2 separate regions of the Mus musculus genome follow, and region 1 is linked to region 2. A link is a contact called in public HiChIP or PLAC-seq data. All regions are on one chromosome and are shown on one strand. The core of a region is the stretch at or near the end of the contact, and the rest is flanking DNA. Distances in the headings are between cores, read along the strand shown. Region 1 holds the start of Ccnb1ip1 (cyclin B1 interacting protein 1). Region 2 has its middle 38 kb from the start of Armh4.

Region 1 (6,394 bases), core at 359-2,858, 980 kb before region 2:
TATTATACTCTTTGACATTTGAGGTTATACTGTATTTGTATTCTTTGTCTGTGACAGCTAGAAAAACTCAAGGCTCAGTTGTTTATCCATGGACCTACTTAAATACTGCTCCCCCAAGACTGAAGTAAAGCAGCTGACCCCAAGTCCAGACACACACTGATTAAATACAGTGATTAGGCCCTGCAGTTTCAAAACCAGCCTGCCTAAGGGAAACAGCCACCATTCCCCATCCTTAAGCTACAGAAAGCCCGTCGTGAAGCATATAATCTGCTTTTCTTGAGGTCCGGATGCTGAGTGGCTGGGTCCTGGTCCCGATTATGACCTGCCCAGAGCCAGAGATGCTACATCTCTTCGAATGAAGCAAGCTATAGCTGTTTGAAGTGCTTTAAATTCTTTTACAAACTTAATTTGTACTTATCCTTACATTTCAAATCTCCACTGACTTAGCTGGTACCAGTAGGACTTAAGTTGCTAGGGGAAAGCAAATCGAACTATTCCATTAATTGAATATGGTTTCTAATGGCTGTAGTTTAGTTTATCTAACATGCATGGAAAAACAGGTTATTTTATCTCCAGCATACATTCCCTTGATCCCAACATTTAGTAAGTTTAGAAGTTCAAGGTCATTCTCTGTTACAAAGTGAGTTCAAGGCCAGTATGGGAAACAAAGCCTGGGAGAAAAGGGAAGGATTTAATATTAGGAACCATGTTTGTTCTTTGTGGCTGTTAATTAGTTCACAACAGGTTCATATTAGTTTGCTTCTTAGCTTCCTTTTAGCCATCTTCTCACCCTAATTTTAGCAGTCAGAAAAACCACAGTTGCAATAGGTAAGCTAGGAAGGGCAGAGTTACAGCAGGATTTAGGAGCTGGGAAGTTTGCTCAGCAGTAGCTCAGCAAGCAGTTAAGAGCACTGACTGCTGCTCTTCCAGAGGTCCTGAGTTCAACTCCCAGTACCTAGTTGGTGGTTCTATAGCTTTATGGGGCCCTATACCCTCTTATGTGCAGATGGTGTGCATACAGACAACATATACTTTTTTTTCCCCCCAAAACAGCCACTTAACTACCCGTAAAGATGCCTCAAAAGTTTAGACGCCTGAGACTGGAGGGATGCCCCAGTAGTTCTTACTGACCTAGAAGACCAGCTCTCAGCATCTGAGAGGGCTGCTCCCAATCCTGGGACATCCACGCAGAAACACAAACATGGTAGCTTCTGAGAAAGGCTCTCACTATATGGCCTGGGCTAGTCTGGAACTCGGATCAGTCTTTCTCCAGTGCTGGGATTAAAGAAATGCACCAATAGGTGCCTGGCTAAAGAAAAATATGGCACTTGATCCTATTACTTTTTGGGGTCTCAGCCTTAGGTGTCCTAGAACTCAGTCTAGTAGATCAGGGTGACCTCGACTCAACGAGGTTCGCCTGCTTCTGCCTCTCAAATACAGGGATTAAAAGCGTGAGCCGCCTTTAAGCACCTTGTGAATAACTGGTGTAGACAGACTAAAGGAAGTTATTAAGTGTAGATTGACCTGTAAAACAGGAGACTAGGCATCTGATTACCTCAGCACTGAGTGCCCAGCGCTACCCATCATCCCGCCTCCTGCTACCCATCAGGCCTTGCGCACCACGCATGCGCCCTGGCGGCTTGGCCACGCGAAATCTGTCTTGAGTGGAGGATCGACACCTTTACTTTACCTTGTTGCAGGTATTTTTTTCTGTTTTTGCTTTTCTGTGGGAGGTGGGGAAAGGCGGAAAATTAGGGGAAAACTTGTGTGGGTCATGTTCTGAAAAACTTGGCTGTCCGTCATCTTGTGTGACTTGCCCGGCTACCTTGTGGCGATGTGGAGTCTGCACCTTCACTTGAGCTAGGAAGGGCGCATTACCTTACTGGAGGTAAAGTAAGTTTGGCCTCTGTTGTCATGTGAGTCGTATCTAGAAACGCAGCAAGGGTGTGGGAATATCTTAACACAGGGTCTCATTGGAGCCCGTAGTTCACAGAAACCTCAGGCGGTCGGCATTACGGCTGTGACATTTGAGGTGAAGGTGTCAGCATATATCCACCCCCCACCCCAAACCCCTGGCTACTAAAGTAACATTGGTTTGTTTTTTGAGACAGGATCTTGGTGTGTAGTTGAGGCTGGCCTCAAAGCCTAGGGTGGCCTGGGACAAAGTCAGCCTTCTGAGTGTTGGGATTAGAGGTGCGGGATATCAGTCACAGTGCCAAGGAAACCCTTAGTACTAAGCACATGTGTATGCCGAGTCTCCTTTTCCTTGGTATATGATTGATACTCCCACTATCAAATACTGTATGACCTGTTGGAGCTTGTACTGGCTGGTTTTGTGTGTCAACTTGACACAGGCTGGGGTTATCACAGAGAAAGGAGCTTCAGTTGGGGAAGTGCCACCATGACATCCAGCTGTGGGGTATTTTCTCAATTACTGATCAAGGGGGAAAGGACCCTTGTGGGCTGGACCATCTTTGGGCTGGTAGTCTTGGGTTCTATAAGAGAGGAGGCTGAGCAATAAAACCAGTAAAGAACATCCCTCCATGGCCTCTGCATCAGCTCCTGCTTCCTGACCTGCCTGAGTTCCAGTCCTGACATCCTTTGGTGACTGACAGCAATGTGAAAAGTGTAAGCCGAATAAACCCTTTTCTCCCCAACTTGCTTCTTGGTTATGTTTGTGCAGGAATAGAAACCCTGACTAAGACAGAGCTGTTGCTTTTTATAGTGAACACTTGAAAAATAACTCAGTCTAGAGAATTTGTTGGAAATGTTTACAATCAAACTGTAGCAACATTGATAGATGTATTGTTTAACTGAATATATAAACAGGCATTTTTAATGTAGAATTTTCAAGCTTCATAATAGATAAATTAGCCTCATCTAATTTTATTAGGCAGCTATTCTTTTAAAATTAAGGCAGTTTGGGTAAGGGATATGAGACGTCAAGATGTATAAAATAACCCAAAGATTATCACTTAAGATTTTTACTGAAAAGATGCTGCAGGTATGTGCAGTCTCATGTTTGCCAAGTATGAGGTGCACTAGTCCCAACTGTCCTGAAATTCACTGTAGAATGGCCTGACCATGAGCTTTAAGAAGGTCTGTGTGTTTCTGCCTCCCAAGTACTGTGCAAGACTTGCATCAGCATTCCTGGTCTTAGTAGAATGCTGTGTGTTTTGGTGTTGGAACATGGCCCCAAAGGGCAGATTTAATTTCTGTTTCTTTGTACTATGTGATGTTTCTAAACATTTGCATGTGCACAATCTTTTTGACATTGGTAAGAGATGGAACTATCTGTATATATGACTTTCTTCATGGCCTTGGAAAGACCAAGGTATTGAGGCTGAAGTCAATATAATTTTATTAAAACAATGTCCATTTTTTAAAATCAAATAACAGCACATGTTTTATTTATTTGTGCCATTACAATTTGACTGACATGTCTTCTCATTCCCTGTTAGGGTTCTTTTGGAGATTCGCCATGTCTTTGTGTGAAGACATGCTGCTTTGCAATTATCGGAAGTGTCGGATCAAGCTCTCTGGTTATGCTTGGGTCACTGCCTGTTCTCACATCTTCTGCGATCAGCACGGCAGCGGGGAGTTCAGTCGTTCACCAGCGATCTGTCCTGCTTGCAACAGTACCCTTTCTGGAAAGCTAGATATTGTTCGAACAGAACTCAGTCCATCAGAGGAGTACAAAGCTATGGTATTGGCAGGGCTTCGCCCAGAGGTTGTTTTGGACATTAGCTCCCGGGCATTGGCCTTCTGGACATACCAGGTTAGTGCCTAGGGGCTGGGAGATGTCTCGGTGGGTAAAGTGCTCCTGTAAGCATGAGGGCCTGCATTTAGTACCATAGGAGAGCTAGGCTCTCATGCGAAGATACCTGATAGGCCACAGTACCCTCCACAAGCACACGCACACGTGTACACTGAAGTGTGATTTGAAGCCTGTGATCTTTATTTATCTTGGTGTGAGGTGCCAGACTCAGGCGCTTGTGCTCACAAGGGAGTGCTTTACCACTGAACCCAATCCTTCTGAGGGATTTCCTAGAAAAAAAGCCCCTTCATTATTTTATATTTCACATAAATATGTGAATGTGCAGAGAACTTTATCTAAATATTTTTATCATTTAAGTATTTGTCACGTGCTAAGTAGATATTTTATATATTTTGTGAATAAACTGTGAAAAGTGTATTAATATTTTTTAAAAGATTTATTTTATGTATATGAGTACACGGTAGCTGTCTTCAGACACACCAGAAGAGGGTATCAGATTCCGTTACAGATGGTTGTGAGCCACCATGTGGTTGGTGGGAATTGAACTCAGGACCTCTGGAAGAGCTGTCAGTGCTTTTAACCGCTGAGCCATCTCTCCAGCCCCGACTATTAATATTCTTATTAATTAATGCTGGAAGTTAATATGTAAGCAGTTATTCCTTAACCAGTTACCTGCATTTGTTTATCTAGGGTGTTTTTGTGGTGCTAAGGATCAGGCCCAGGGTTGTGCACAAGCTAACCGTGCCGAACTCTTTTCCAAAGTGGTTGTATTACTTGGTTTGCTATGTTCAAGTTACATGTTCTGTCTAACATGGGGTTACACATGTGTAAATTCTAGATAGCAAGGATATTTTGAGATCGTATTGTTTTGTTCTGGATCCTTGGAAAAATTAGACTTCATCTATGTGTCCTGTAAATACAATTTTTTTCGTGGTTTTGTCCCATGTGGCCCAGGTGGCCTTAAGTTTGATCCTGCGTACCTTTCCTGTCTGCTGAGACTACATGCATAAATAAACCTTCACACCTAACTTCTGCTGCTTCTCACTTGTAGATAAGACATATTTGTTTTGGTGGTATAGTTTTCTGAGCAGCCGGTTTTCTGTAGTACGCTCATTGTATGCTGTGATTATGTTTTTAGCCAGGTTTTAAATATTGTAATACTGATATCCCTGTATAAACATTCTTTCCACTTGTGCTTGGATGAGGGTTTAGAGTCTATAATATTGTGCTGCTTCTCATTTATTTGGGCAGGTACACCAGGAGCGTCTCTATCAAGAGTATAATTTCAGCAAGGCCGAGAACCACTTAAAACAGATGGAGAAGATGTATATGCAGCAAATACAGAGCAAGAATATAGAATTGACCTCTATGAAAGGGGAGGTTATTTCCATGAAGAAAGTTCTAGAAGAATACAAGAAAAAGTTTAGTGACATCTCTGAAAAACTTATGGAGCGTAATCGCCAGTACCAAAAGCTCCAAGGCCTTTATGATAGCCTTAGGCTAAGAAATATCACTATCGCCAGCCAAGAAGGCTCCCTGGAACCAGGTATGATCCCGCAGTCTGGAGTCTTTGGCTTCCCACCAGGTAAGAGGAAATCTCAAACCCAACTCCTAGGTTTTTTACATTGTGCTGTGTAGTTCACACATTCAGAAGTCTTTGAGGGCGAAGAACCACAGTAAACTGAGCTGTGGGTTCCTTGTCTTACTCAGTACACTGTTGCTCTCAGGTGGATTTGCATACATTTAAGTTGTTGTTGTTGTTATTATTATTATTTGGTTATTTATTTTTTTGAGACAGGGTCTCTACATAAGTCTACTTGTCCTAGAATTCACTTTGTAGACCAGGCTGGCTGGCCTCAAACTCACAGATCTGCCTGCTTCTTGGATCCTGGGACTTACGGAGTACACCACCATGCCTAGCTTAAATTATTTTCAATTTGAACAGAATTAATCTCTGTACAATAACCCACTGAGCCACCTTGCTGGCTCAGACTGAGCAGTTCTTATTTCTGCTCTTTAATCATTTGTTTGCTTATTCCGTCATCACATAATTATCAAATATATTTTATTTTATTTTAAGATTTATTTATTTATTATTATATGTAAGTACACTGTAGCTGTCTTCAGATGCACCAGAAGAGGGCATCAGATCTCATCATGGGTGGTTGTGAGCCACCATGTGGTTGCTGGGAGTTGAACTCAGGACCTTCGGAAGAGCAGTCAGTGCTCTTACCCGCTGAGCCACCTCTCCAGCCCCAAATATATTTTATGTTCCAGGCTCTTGGACATGATTCTAAGTAATAAGGATGTAATAATTATTGTCCAAGAATGCAATTCAACGTGTAGGATGACTCAGGATCTTTTCTGATTGGTGGGTGAATGTTGGCTCATTCCCAGTGGCACAGGTGTTTTTTCCCTCAGTATTAATATAATGTATAAATTGGCATACACAAGCCTCTTGTGATGGACTTTCCCAAGTACTCCTGTAATTTTGGAGTTAAAGGTTGAGGAGAAAGGTTCAGAGGGACAGTGTTCCAGGGTGGAACTGAGATGAGAAGAGTATGCAGACAGAGCCCCATGGCTAGGTGTAGTGGCGTGAGCCTTTAGTTCAGCATG
Region 2 (6,459 bases), core at 3,601-6,100:
GACTATTGGTTGCTTTCCATTAACTGATGGCAAGGCCATATTACTAAAGGCAATATTACACAATTCATAGAATATCGAGAAGTCAAGCTGGTGCCTACCTCAAGCCCTCATTCATCCCTACTGACTAGTGTTCGTGGTACTAGATGGTACTCTGCAAAAGAAAAGAGAAAATACCAACCAAGTTTCAAACCCTTTTATTGAAATTGCTGACCTGCCTGCTAAAATCAGAGAGTAACCAACTAGTCTCTGGCTGGATTTAAAGCCCTCTCCATGAGATAAAACCCATCCTTGCCACCGCCTGAGAAAACTACTTGCCTGAGATAGATAGACCAGTAACCTAGGGGGGAAACAGGTGCTACTGTTCTGTTAAAGGAATATAGGAACAAAATGCCATTCAGCTATGCTCACAGATGAATGCCTTGCTCAGCCATTAACAAAGAAGTTTCCTCCTACAGAAGATGGGAACAAATACAGAGGCCAACAACTGGAAAATGTGGAGAGTGAGAGACCTTGGAATACAAACCCCTAAATGGGATGTCTCCATCAAATCCCGCCCTCAGGACTCAAGGAACCCTATAGAAGAAGAGGTGAAAAGATTGTAAGAGCCAAAGGGAATGGAAGGATCCAAGGAAAAGGTCTTCTATACACACAGAAATAGAGACTACTATGGCAGGATGAGTAAGGCTGGCACAGGTCTGGGCCAGAAGGGACCTAGCACTAAAAGGGGAGTAAACACAACACCCTGTACCTAACCTAGAAGCTATCTCCAATTGATAATGTCTAGCAAAGGAAAAAATGGTTTTTTCTCGCATTGGGTGTACAAATCACTGCTAAGGCCAGAACCCAAGCACAGCAGTAAGTGGCCAATGCAAAATGAATTCAGTGACATTTTAAGAGGTGCTTTGTCTCATTATGCTTTACTGGGACTTCTTTTTCTTCCTAATAAATCCTTTGCAAATATATCATACCTTTGGGTTTTGTGTTTATTTATGTGTTGTATTTATGTGTGTGGGAACATTTTTGTCTCTGTATTTCTAAGTAATTCTAGCGCTTTTTCTTTGGCTCTTTTTCTTCTGTTAGTTTGTTTTGTTCCTTTATGTTTTGTTTTTTCTGTTTTGTAGTATTTTTTATTGTTAGATGCCTACTTTTGCTCTAATGAAAGAGAGAAAGAAAGTATGAGGATTTGGAGGATGGGAGAGTGTAGAAGATTTGGAAAGAGTAGGAGAGTGTAAACTGTTATCTGAACGTATTGTTTCAAAGATTCTATTTTAATTTAAAAAACCTAAATTTAATACAATTAAGAAGAACTGTTGGTGAGTTCAAGAGAAAAGGGCATTTGATGGCCTAGGATATAGAAACTCCTTTTCATGGTTAACTTGCTTTTTACAATAACCTAGGTAGACATTACTGGAAATGAGCAGAGGCTTACAAACGATCAGAAGCTTACCTGGGGCCCCAGTCTTAGACAGGACCAAAGGTGGCTTCAATCCCAAGTCCTTGTTATTTTTGTTTCCTTACCCTGGCTCTTAGGCAGGAGCCCTCAGGAGGCTTAGACTTGGGAACCAGAAGAGGAGTCTACCTCATAGGTTGATAGGATAGCACATTTCTACAAGCAAAGAGAGCTGACCATCTTTCCAGGTAGGGAACATGTGTGTGCTGGTGAAAGGGCCAGCTGCCTCTCTCCTTCCTGTAGTTAACAGTAAAGATGTACACTCCTCCCTCAAACACTGAGCCCACACTCCCCTACTGACCTTCCACGGAAGAGGTAAGTTTGAGAGACAAAGGGACAACAGTGGTAGAGGCTGGAGTGGCCAGAGATTCCCATCTTCTGGACAGCTCAGCATCACCCACTTCAGCAGGCACAGAAGAGAGAGATGGCATGCCCTCTTCAGGCTCCTCACTGCCTCTGGGAACCTCGATGGTGGCCATATGCTCTTGTGTCACCACAGGAAATGTAGTGTTCATTGCTTGAGTAGCCATTTTTCTCTCTTGAGTGATGTCTGAAAAGGAGGGGAACATTTTAAAGTAGACCAAATTCCTATATATTAAATTCACTATGAAGTTATAAACAGAAAAGGGGCAGCCAGCTCTTTCAAAGACTAGAACAACAAAGAGAACTTGGGAATCAAGGACCAGTAAACAGTGTTGCTTTTGCTGCTCAAGGGAGTTGTGGGGCAATCTAAGGCAGAAGTAAGGAAGTTTATGTAAAAACGAATAAACAAACAAAAAAACCTAGAATATAATTGAAACAAATGGGAAGATGGCTCCTGAGCTTCTCAGACATATTTGAATACTAACTCAATCAGTCTGTTGAGAAACAAACTATGCAGAACTATGTCACATTAAAATGTTTCAGAAGTACTTTTGCATATTATTATTCACTTTTGCATACCTAAAAGGTCGAAAGAAAGTTAGCATCTTAAAAATTAACAAACAAATAAAAAAATAGTAATTACAATAACCAGTGCTCACCTAGTTTCTTGGTTGGACAGATAAGGTAGTCAGGATGTGGACTGTGTTAAAGAGGAAGGACAGTAATGCCACTCATGGAAACCTAGAACCCAGTGGTCAAGAATGCAGGTCAAAGAGTCAGTTTACTTGTGTCTGAAGTTTGATTCAACTACTCATTAGCTTTGTGATTCTTTTGTTTTTCAAAACTTAACTTTATTTTGAGTTCTTAAATGTTTCAACCTACCTTCTACCCCACCAACCAGAGGTAAGAGAGAAAGGTTATTAGGAAAAAGGGGCTGTGGACCTATTGAGAAGCAGTCTCTTGCAGGCATTTTTTAAATTTAATTTAATTTTAAATTATTTTTTATACTACATAGTCCACTCCCCACACCCCCACCCATCCTCTTTCTGCTCTACATCCCACACCTCCTCCCCACTCCACCCCATCTCCACATGGATGTCCCTACCCGCCACCTCACCTGATTTCTAAACTCCCTGGGATCTCCAGTCCCTTGAGGGTTAGGTGCATCATCTCTGAATGAACACAGACCTGGAAGTCCTCTACTGTATGTGTGTTGGGGGCCTCATATCAGCTAGTGTATGCTGCCTGTTTGGTGGTCCCGTTTTTGAGAGATCTCAGGGGTCCAGATTAATTAAGACTGCTGGTCCTCCTATAGGATCGCCCTTCTCCTCAGCTTCCTTCAGCCTTCCCTAATTCAACAACAGGGGTCAGCTGCTTCTGTCCATTCATTTGGTGCAAACATCTGCATCTAACTCTTTCAACTGCTTGTTGGGTCTTTCGGAGGGCAGTCATGATAGATTCCTTTTTGTGAGCATTCCATAGCCTCAGTAATAGTGTCAGGCCTTGGGACCACCCCTTGAACTGGATCCCACTTTGGGCCTGTCTTGAACAACAAACTTCACAAACTGAACAACAAACTTCAGTTTCCTTAGCTACTAAACAAGAACAATAATATTTATCTACTAGCTTTTTCTGTTTTTGAAACAAGCAAACTCTTTATATTCCAAACACAAAGCACAGTACTTTGCACATAGCAAGTTTACAGTAGACATCTTTTTCACAATTATTTTATTTTATGTGTCCATGGAACCCCGAAGAAGATGCTTGGATTCCCTGGAGCCATCTAATGTGGGTGTTGAGAAGCAAACTCAAGACCTCTTCAAGAGGAGTCTGTGATTTCAATCACTGAGCCTGTTCACAGAGCAGTAGGTAAATGAGAGTATTACTGAGGGACTATTTGATCATGAAAATAGCCTATTATTAACCATTTTACCTTTTAGCTTGTATCTGAAGAAGCTCCTATAAGCCTTAAAACATAGCAATATGGATTTAATTGTATAAGACACACCCTGGAACAACATGTCTTCATGTTCTGGAAACATGAATCCTGTGTACTGTTGCTAGACAGGCTACATAGTAAAATACTGTCCCAAGTTTTCAAAGCAACTTATAAAATATTTTCTGGAAGCATCTATAGAAATTTTCACTTTACAGCTATTTCAGTCTTTAAAAATAAACTAGAAGCTGAGCATGGTAATGCAGAACTATAATTAGGGTACTCAAGAGGTGACAGGAAGAGAATCAGGAGTTCAAAACACATCTTAATCTAAACTGCTTGAGGTTCTGTCTCAAAAACCTAAAATGTTAATAGGAATGTAAATTATTTAATATCCTTTTACTGTTTGTCAGCTGATAATTTTACCATTTTAATTACACACCAACAAAGCTTTATAAGCCATGTTACAAGTCTGACATTTTTTATTAATAGTCTTCCCTGGACTAGGTCATAAGGTTTGCACATTCTGAAACAATTTGAAGTTGAGTATATACACTTTATGCAGAGCCTTCTGTTCCAGATGATATTATATATCCAACCATATGAGGAAAGGAAAAGTATAATTCATCAACAGCAAATCAATGTCTCCAACTCTTAATATTAAAAGATGTAGAAAATTTGAAATGAAGCAGGTAGATGACGTACATTTCTCCATATATTATTTCTAGATGACTAAATTTTGGAAAGGAAGGTCAGAGAACCTAAGTAGTTAACTCTACAAGATAAACATCTACCTAGCTTGTTGCAAGCTGTCCAGCAGCTCACATGGACAGGGTACACCTGAGTGGCAGGCCGGCGCTGAAAGAAAGGGAAACTAGGCAGACAAGAGAGAAGTGGAGCCAAGACAATATTCTGATCAAGGCTCAAATGTTTAATGGCGACTGTGCTTATAAAGGGGGAAGGGGAGGGCCATTCCCGCCAATTTATTCTTGGAGCCCAGCTGCAGGTGACCATGTGCAGGATAGGATGTAGTCTCCAGAATAGCTAGGCGGCCTCCCAGCAGGTAGCAGTGACAGTGGCTGAACAATAGAGTGATCTAGGGAGGCTCTACCTTAGATAATCTTCTTAGTGGCAGCAAGGTCGAGGTCTGGCTCAGCCAGCTTCAGGCTTGAGGGAGGTTACAATTTCCTCCCTGTTATTAATATTAAAAAAAAAGCTGGACTGAGGCATAAAATTTATTTATGCTCTATAGTTCTGCCTGATTTCTTTGGGCCTAGTGAAGAAACCTGTCTCAGTGGGATTCTCTAACTTTTCTCAAGGTAAACCCACCTATTCGCTAGGCCATTGTGTTTGGGTAAGGCTGGTTACTGCCTCAGGTAAACACTCTGCAGACTAGCCCTGAGCTATTCCTGCTTGGTCCTTTGTAATGCTTAACTAGTTACTGAGTAGGTAACTTCCTTACTGAATTCCTACTGAATTCCAAGTTTGTCAGCTTCAAGGACTTACTAGGACATTGGAACACTGGCGAAGGGCATAGCTATGTCAGAATTCAATCTTAAAAGTCACTTGTAATAAGATAATACTAAAAGAGAGCACGTGGATCCATACACCAGACTAACTCGGGGATAGGGTAAGAATATACGGGTTATGAGAATGCCAAAATTCCAGGAGGTGAGTTTCTGTGAAACTCTTTGCCCCGTGAGTGCCCCCAGGCCTTTCGGCTTGCCAAGCAAACTTCACTGGAGTGTGCATAGCATTGCCCCATTCTTATATTTCTGCCGAAGTTCCGGAATGGCCTGCCTCGTCGTAACTACAGATCTCAGGAGTGCTCTAAAGATGAGTGGAAACACAACAATTTACTAATAATATAATGCCAATAATAGCAAGTAGGATTATATATTGAACCCAATCCAGGGGATTTAAATCACTTAGGTAATTTTTTAAATCTCTGGCCAATTCATCAATGTTCCAAGTGTCCAAGTGACTATTGCTAATATCTGAAATTTCTGCCTTTCTAGCCTTAATATATGCTATGTCCTGCCCTATTGTTAAGACTACTACTTCTAAGACATTAACCTTTGCCTCCAATCTTTTACATGGCTCTGTGATGTATTATTAATAAACCACGACCTCCTGGCATGTACATCTGTTTAGATTGATATGATTCCGAAATCTGGGTGCCTGCCTTAGACTGTCCGGCCCTCATAGCAAACCTTATTCCCAAATCAGACCAAAAGCCACAATATGTACTTAGAATGCTTCTTGAATGAAGATTAATAACTGCCACCTGTGCTGTTGGAGGTGGGGATGCACACCTGTTGCAGTCAGGCTGAAGGGCATTGACTGACCTGCTTGGAAAACAAAGTCGAGACAATGAGAAGTGACAGTACAAAAGCTTCTTTGGGAAAGTCCAGGTACTTCCTTCAATTGCAAATTTGCAACGATCAGGCTTAGACTTAGACTTAGAGCTCCCGGTGTGGGGGTGGTGACTTTGAGAATTGCAGAAAGACTGCAGCTTCTCTGTGAGTGGAGGCTGTGCTCCAAATTAACTTTTTGGCTAAAGAGAATTTTTAGCCATAATCAAGGTTAGAGTCATACTTACTAGAAGATTCAGGATTGGTGTCCAGTTGACGAAATAATCTCTCAGGCAGCCATCGAGATCTGTCTTCTTTTTGTGAAAAAACACAGACCAAGCCCCTTCCCCAAATTA

The links. HiChIP or PLAC-seq counts read pairs in DNA pulled down with a chosen protein or histone mark.
Region 1: an H3K27ac HiChIP or PLAC-seq map of embryonic stem cells shows a contact between it and region 2, with 11 times the contacts expected there. The contact joins the promoter of Ccnb1ip1 here to the enhancer-like site in region 2. A contact is called at or near these places in 17 of 39 promoter capture datasets (the 3T3-L1 cell line, 3T3-L1-derived adipocytes, the C10 cell line and 10 more), 9 of 115 datasets of contacts at active chromatin or transcription factors (embryonic forebrain, embryonic limb bud and embryonic stem cells) and 1 of 9 other capture datasets (embryonic stem cells).

What each region holds. Positions count from the first base shown.
Region 1 is chr14:50,790,942-50,797,335 of GRCm38.p6, reverse strand. It overlaps Ccnb1ip1 (cyclin B1 interacting protein 1), which reads left to right and starts at 1,608. Exons shown (of 4, transcript NM_001111119.1): 1 at 1,608-1,700; 2 at 3,462-3,778; 3 at 5,030-5,363. The coding sequence starts at 3,482.
Region 2 is chr14:49,818,647-49,825,105 of GRCm38.p6, reverse strand. No RefSeq gene overlaps it. Among named protein-coding and RNA genes, the nearest start is that of Armh4, 38 kb to the right of the region's middle. Within about 2 kb of position 4,850, at least 6 of the 459 cell types and tissues checked have an H3K27ac peak or open chromatin away from gene starts, as enhancers often do. A contact at or near this core is called in embryonic stem cells, where this site is marked.